Regions from separate parts of the Mus musculus genome. Here region 1 is linked to region 2. A link is a contact called in public Hi-C data. All regions are on one chromosome and are shown on one strand. Each heading gives the region's core, a stretch centred on a gene start, on an enhancer-like site or on the middle of the called end of the contact. The rest is flanking DNA. Distances are from core to core; before and after follow the strand shown.

Region 1 (2,700 bases), core at 132-2,631, 390 kb before region 2:
TGAGAGCGTTTGAGCAGATAAGAGGAAAGGCGAATTAATTAACCTGTCACGCCCTTCTTCTCAGCTTGAGCGCAATAGATTCTTGTATAGCAAATTATTGCTTCCCAGTTGTGCCAAACATTCATTTTCTTGTTTCTCTTCATGTTCCGGTTTCTGGCTCCGGAGATAAGAATTAACATGGTTTTCACAGTACCAGCCCACACTGCAGCAAATATCACAACAGGGAACAATTTGTATTGCTCTCAAATGTCCATCTATCTGCAAAGCTCAAGCGGTGGTGGATGTGATATGTCCTATCGTCGATGAGATGGGCATCAAGTGTTAGAATTGTGAGTTCCCTTATTTGTATCCAAGTCTTTAATATATGATAGTAATTTGAGAATTTGCAATGATTAGGAAAAGCACCTTTGGTTAAGATTTGTGCTATCTTATATGTGGATGTTAGCTTTCAGTGTCAATATGCATGTTATAATTCACATAATCACAGAAATTAAGTATTGGTAAGGGACTAGAGTAGGTGGGTTGGTGGGTGAGGCAGGTGGATCTCTCAAGAAAGAGGAAATAGAATATATAGCTATGTAGAAATAGGAAGATTAGAGCAGGAGGGCTAAATGGGGAAGGAGATGGAAGGGAGAGGGAAGGAGGACATGGGAAGGACAACTGATTGTATTTAGGGCCCGCTTCATGAAATGGAACCTGTCTTAGTTAGGGTTCTATTGCTGTGAAGAGACACCAAGACTAAGGCAACTCTTACAAAGGCAAACATTTAATTGGGTGTTGCTTACAGTTTCTAAGGTTTAGTCCATTATCATTGTAGTAGGAGGCATGGCAGCATGCAGGCAGACATGGTGCTGGAGAAGTAGCTGAGAGGTCCACATCTTGGCCCAAAGGCCACTAACTTCCAGGCAGCTGGGAGGAGGGTCTCAAAGACCACCCCCCACAATGACACACTTCCTCCAACAAGGCCATACCTACTCCAACAAGGCCATAATTCCTAATAGTGCCACTCCCTGGGGCAAGCATATTCAAACTACCACAGAATCTGTGCTTGACATTGCATGGGTGGCCAAGAACTGAGGCTGAATAGTCTAGAGATGTAGGGAAAACCAAACACCATTATTCTGCTAAAGGAAAACTGCCATAAAATGACCCCTAATGACATTCTGTTGTGTCCATACATCCATGCTTCATTCAGCCATCAACAGAGAGACTTCTGCCTGTAGAAGATAAGAACTAACGCAGAGACTCACAACTGGACAATGTGGAGAGAGTCAGAGACCTTGGAACATCTGTCCTAGATGAAATGACTTCATCACCCTCTCTCCCAGGGCTTAGGGAGCTAAGCAGAAGAGGAAGCAAAAAAGTTGTAGAGCCAGAGAGGAAACAGTCATCCAAACACAGCCAGACTGATGCACACATGACCCACTAAGACTGGGGCAGCCTGCATAGGGCCTAGATGGGTTCAAGCCAGATGGGCCCCAGTGCTGAGAGGGGACGTGGACAAGGGCTAACAGTCATTGCTACGTTTTCATCAACGGGCTCTCACTTGGTATGTTACCCACATTTCAGGACAAGCCCCATGCCCAGCAGGATACGCAACACAATACAGACTCAATGATATTTTTGCAGACTTTTTTTTTTTTTTTTTTTTTTTGGTCTCATTTTGCTTTGCTTGGGCACTTTTTGTATTCTGTTCAACACCGTGGGTTTTGTATGTGTGTGTTTCTTGTAGGTTTTTGTGGGGGGAGTTATTTGTTTTAAAGAGAGAAAGAAATGGCGCGGAGCTTGGTAGGTCAGGAGGTGGGAGGATCTGGGAGGATTTAGGAAAAGTGTGATCAGAATGTATTGTATGAGGATATGTTTCAGTAAAAAATGAAAGTTAAAAATAAGTCAATCCAAAAGCTGCAGAAATGGCTGCTTTCTTTTTCTTTTTCTTTTTCTTTTTGCTATTGGATCAGTGAGAGGGCTCAGTGGGTAAAGGCACTTGCTGCCAAGCCGGGGGACCTGAGTTCAAGCCCAGTACCCACGTGGTAGAGGAGAGAACTGACGGCTACGCTTTGTCCTCTGGCCCCAGGCACACACTATGGCTCTCCTGGACCCCCTCCTCTTGCACACATACAAAATAAAAATAATTTGTATTCATTAATTGTCATGTTTAATTTTCTGCTTAGTTTTTTAGCAATTAGGAAAATTTGGGAGAGTGGATAACTGACTGAAATCATATTTGAAAAAAAAATTGTAGTTTTCAACTCTCAAAGTATCATGTTTTAGAAATCGAACCACACCATAGTTTATTCCATTGCAGTTACAGTCACATTTTATCTATTAATCCTTAGAGAAGTACTGCCAGCAGAATAAAGTTTGGTGAAGATGAACATTGGGCTGGAGAGATGGCTTGTGGTTAAAGTTCTTGCCATGAGAGCAAGAAGACCTGAGTGTGGACCCTCAGCATCCACATAAAAAGCCAGGGAAGCTGGCCTACGTTCTGCACTTCTTGAACTGGGAGGCAGAGACAGGCGATCCCAGGGGCTCCATGGCCAGTCAGCCTTAACCTGTGAGAGACCCTGACTCAGCAGAAAAACTAAGAACAGCTGAGGAAGATAGCCACTGCTGACCTGTGGCTACTGTATGCACAAGTACATACACATGCACACACAAACATGTGCCCACACATTGCATACACACACACACACACACACA
Region 2 (2,700 bases), core at 86-2,585:
TTATTATTTAATTGCTTTATTGGGTAGTAAAAAATAAAGTGATCTACTGCAAAGTTATTAGCAAATTCCCGTTTTAAGGGAATAATTACTGAATTCTCCCTGTCTGGGTTGAGTAATTCCCTCCAAGATGCTCAGGGACACTAAACATCTTCGCCAGGGCTGCTCACAGCTCTGTAATATGCAAATAAAGTAACTCTGTAATTACCAATAAAATGCTTACTGAAGTGACAAATTTTACTCAGCAGTGAATTGAGTGTGGGGGGGTGGCGTCATTTGTTTTTAAGGCTCCTTTAACCTTGTTAGCTGGCACTTGTCTTCGAGCTGTTTCATGGTCATTTAAAAAGACAAGGAAGCCCACGGAGGGGGGGGACGGGGTGGGGGGGAGCATAGATAGGGAAAGGCCCTCCTGGGAGCCCTCTCTTCCCACCAGCCCTGCCCTGCCTTGTCCTGTGGGGCCACTGTGGATGCACAGGGCAGGCTAGCCAAAAGGTTTCTGTGTGGACCAAGCACAAGTTTCAGGGCTGATCCTTCCAGATGGACCAAAAGAGACCCATGCCTTGCATCTTTGAGGCAACAACACTGAGCCCAGTTGCTTGGCCCCCCTCACCTTTCAGTAGAAGTGTTTAATCAATGCTACCTCATTCCCAGAGCTATTCAGATCCTCCCAAGGCTTGGGTTTGGTTTTGGGGTTTGGTTGCTATGATAAATACCCTGATGAAGGCAACTTACTGGAGAGAAGACTGACTAAGCTCAATCATGTGGAGGTTGAGGGTCCCAGCAGTCAGAGCTCGAGGCACCTCATGACGTTGTATTCACAGTCAAGAAGCAGTTATGGGATGCTTACATTCCACTCCATCTCTCTTTTTATTCAGTCCAGGGGCCATCCAGCCCATGATATACGGTGTGGCCTACATTCAGGGTGGAACCTCCCATCTCAGTTCACCCACATAAGGAAAAACCCTTACAGTCATGCCCAAAGGCCTTTCTGGTCTACACAATCTCTCACTGAGACTCCCTTTCCAGGTAATTCCAAATCTTGTCATGGCAACGATCAACACTAACCATGCTTTGGTCAGCATGGGCTGGATAAAACAAGTCCAGACCTCTGTGGTAAGTCATCAAATTGGATTTCTTGCTCACTAGTATTCTATGTGTATCCTAGGTCGGGAGGCACTTGGCGAAAGTTGGGGAAAACAGCCACCTCTTCAAGCACTGCTGGCCTGTCACCATGCAGGAAGAAACAGGAAGCACTCGTCACCCTAGAATGATGGCCACTTCCTCTCACACATCATTGTCTGGAACTGTTCCCATGGCTCCACCTAAGCACATTGGGTCAAGAAGTGAAATTCCACCCAGTGCCCAGAAGGAGAAGCAGGAGTGTAGTGCAGTTGCTACCACAGCATGGGCTTTAAAAGGAGAATGAAAACCCGCAAGACAGCTCAGTGGGTGAAAGAGCTTGGCGGGGCCAGCCCGGTGACATCTGTTCAAGCTCTGGAACTCAAAAAAGGCGGAAGGAGAGAACCAACCCCAAAAAGTTGTTTTCTGTCCTCCACACACTGTCCCTACACACACACACACACACACACACACACACCTTTAAAGCTGAGTAGGAATGAAATCCTTTGCTGGGGCGTGGTGAGGGGACTGGGAATGTGCACATTCAGCAAGTTCCGCACAGCACATGGTACTGGATGCTCAATGCATGCCTAGTGACAAACATCCAGGTAGCTCCAAATGCTCTCTCTGCCCCCTTTTTCTCTTTTCCTTCCACACTTACTCTCTGGGTCCCTACTGATTGTGGTGAGAAGAGAAAGCCTTCATAGAATGGATGATGATCGGACCCAGTATATGAGAAGAGGTGACTCGAAAGGAGGGAAGGTGTGGACAAAGGCTGGGAAGACCATGTGCATAGTCAGCAATGCAGGGACAAATGTCACAGCAGAAGGTCACTCACGGATACTACCTACCTTCAGTAGAGGGCTATCCTCAGCACAAGAGAGAAAGAGCTGCATTCTGAAGTCAGTGCGCCAATCAGGAAGATTCCTTGATATGCCTGCCCATAACCCTGAACTGCGAAAATTTTCCTTGGGAAATGAGTCAGAGTTGGGTGAACAGAAACTTAGTTCTGAGCACTGGGAGATGGCTTGGTGGATAAGAGTGTCTAATGTTCACACATGAGATCCTAAGTTCAAATCCCCAGGACCTATGTGGAAGCCAAGTGACCCTCTTGTAACTCTAGCACTGAGGAGAGTGGAAACCAGGGATTCCCAACTAGCACAACCCTCAACTGGGAGCTCCAGCCTCAGTGAGACCCTGTCTCAAGGGGACAAGGCAGACAATAGCAGGTCAGAGCACCTGATGCCCTCTGCCGCTAACTAATTCATGTGAACAGTCATGTGCCACCACTACCCTCAGCCTTAAGACAAAGGTGAGAGAGACAGAAACTTTTATGTGAGACCTAGCTCTCTGCTGAGGCCTACACCTCCTGACTGAAGTCCCGAGTCCCCTCCAAAGTCCTAGGACATTCTCCCCAAAGCACAGAGCCTAACCTTCTCTTTCCCTTCTGTTGCCAGAGGCTGCATTTCTGGGTGACCACATTTGCCCCCGGGATAAGTCTTTTCCCTTCTATTTGCATTAGTAACTGCTCAAAGTCCCACGAGGCCCTGGAGCCCAGCCAGCCACATCCTCTCACACTGGACC

The links. A called contact is a pair of places that touch in the nucleus more often than the background predicts.
Region 1: a Hi-C map of bone marrow-derived macrophages shows a contact between it and region 2, with 18 read pairs. The contact joins two enhancer-like sites. A contact is called at or near these places in 2 of 39 promoter capture datasets (the 3T3-L1 cell line and hippocampal neurons), 8 of 484 Hi-C or Micro-C datasets (bone marrow-derived macrophages, cerebral cortex, embryonic fibroblasts and 4 more), 9 of 115 datasets of contacts at active chromatin or transcription factors (craniofacial prominence, embryonic basal ganglia, embryonic forebrain and 6 more) and 1 of 9 other capture datasets (embryonic stem cells).

Annotation. Positions count from the first base shown.
Region 1 is chr9:60,954,475-60,957,174 of GRCm38.p6, forward strand. No RefSeq gene overlaps it. Among named protein-coding and RNA genes, the nearest start is that of Gm5122, 61 kb to the right of the region's middle. Within about 2 kb of position 1,382, at least 1 of the 459 cell types and tissues checked has an H3K27ac peak or open chromatin away from gene starts, as enhancers often do. A contact at or near this core is called in bone marrow-derived macrophages, where this site is marked.
Region 2 is chr9:61,348,581-61,351,280 of GRCm38.p6, forward strand. Gm39349 (a long non-coding RNA gene) reads left to right here. Exons shown (of 5, transcript XR_870815.2): 5 at 1-148. Among named protein-coding and RNA genes, the nearest start is that of Gm39349, 10 kb to the left of the region's middle. Within about 2 kb of position 1,336, at least 39 of the 459 cell types and tissues checked have an H3K27ac peak or open chromatin away from gene starts, as enhancers often do. A contact at or near this core is called in bone marrow-derived macrophages, where this site is marked.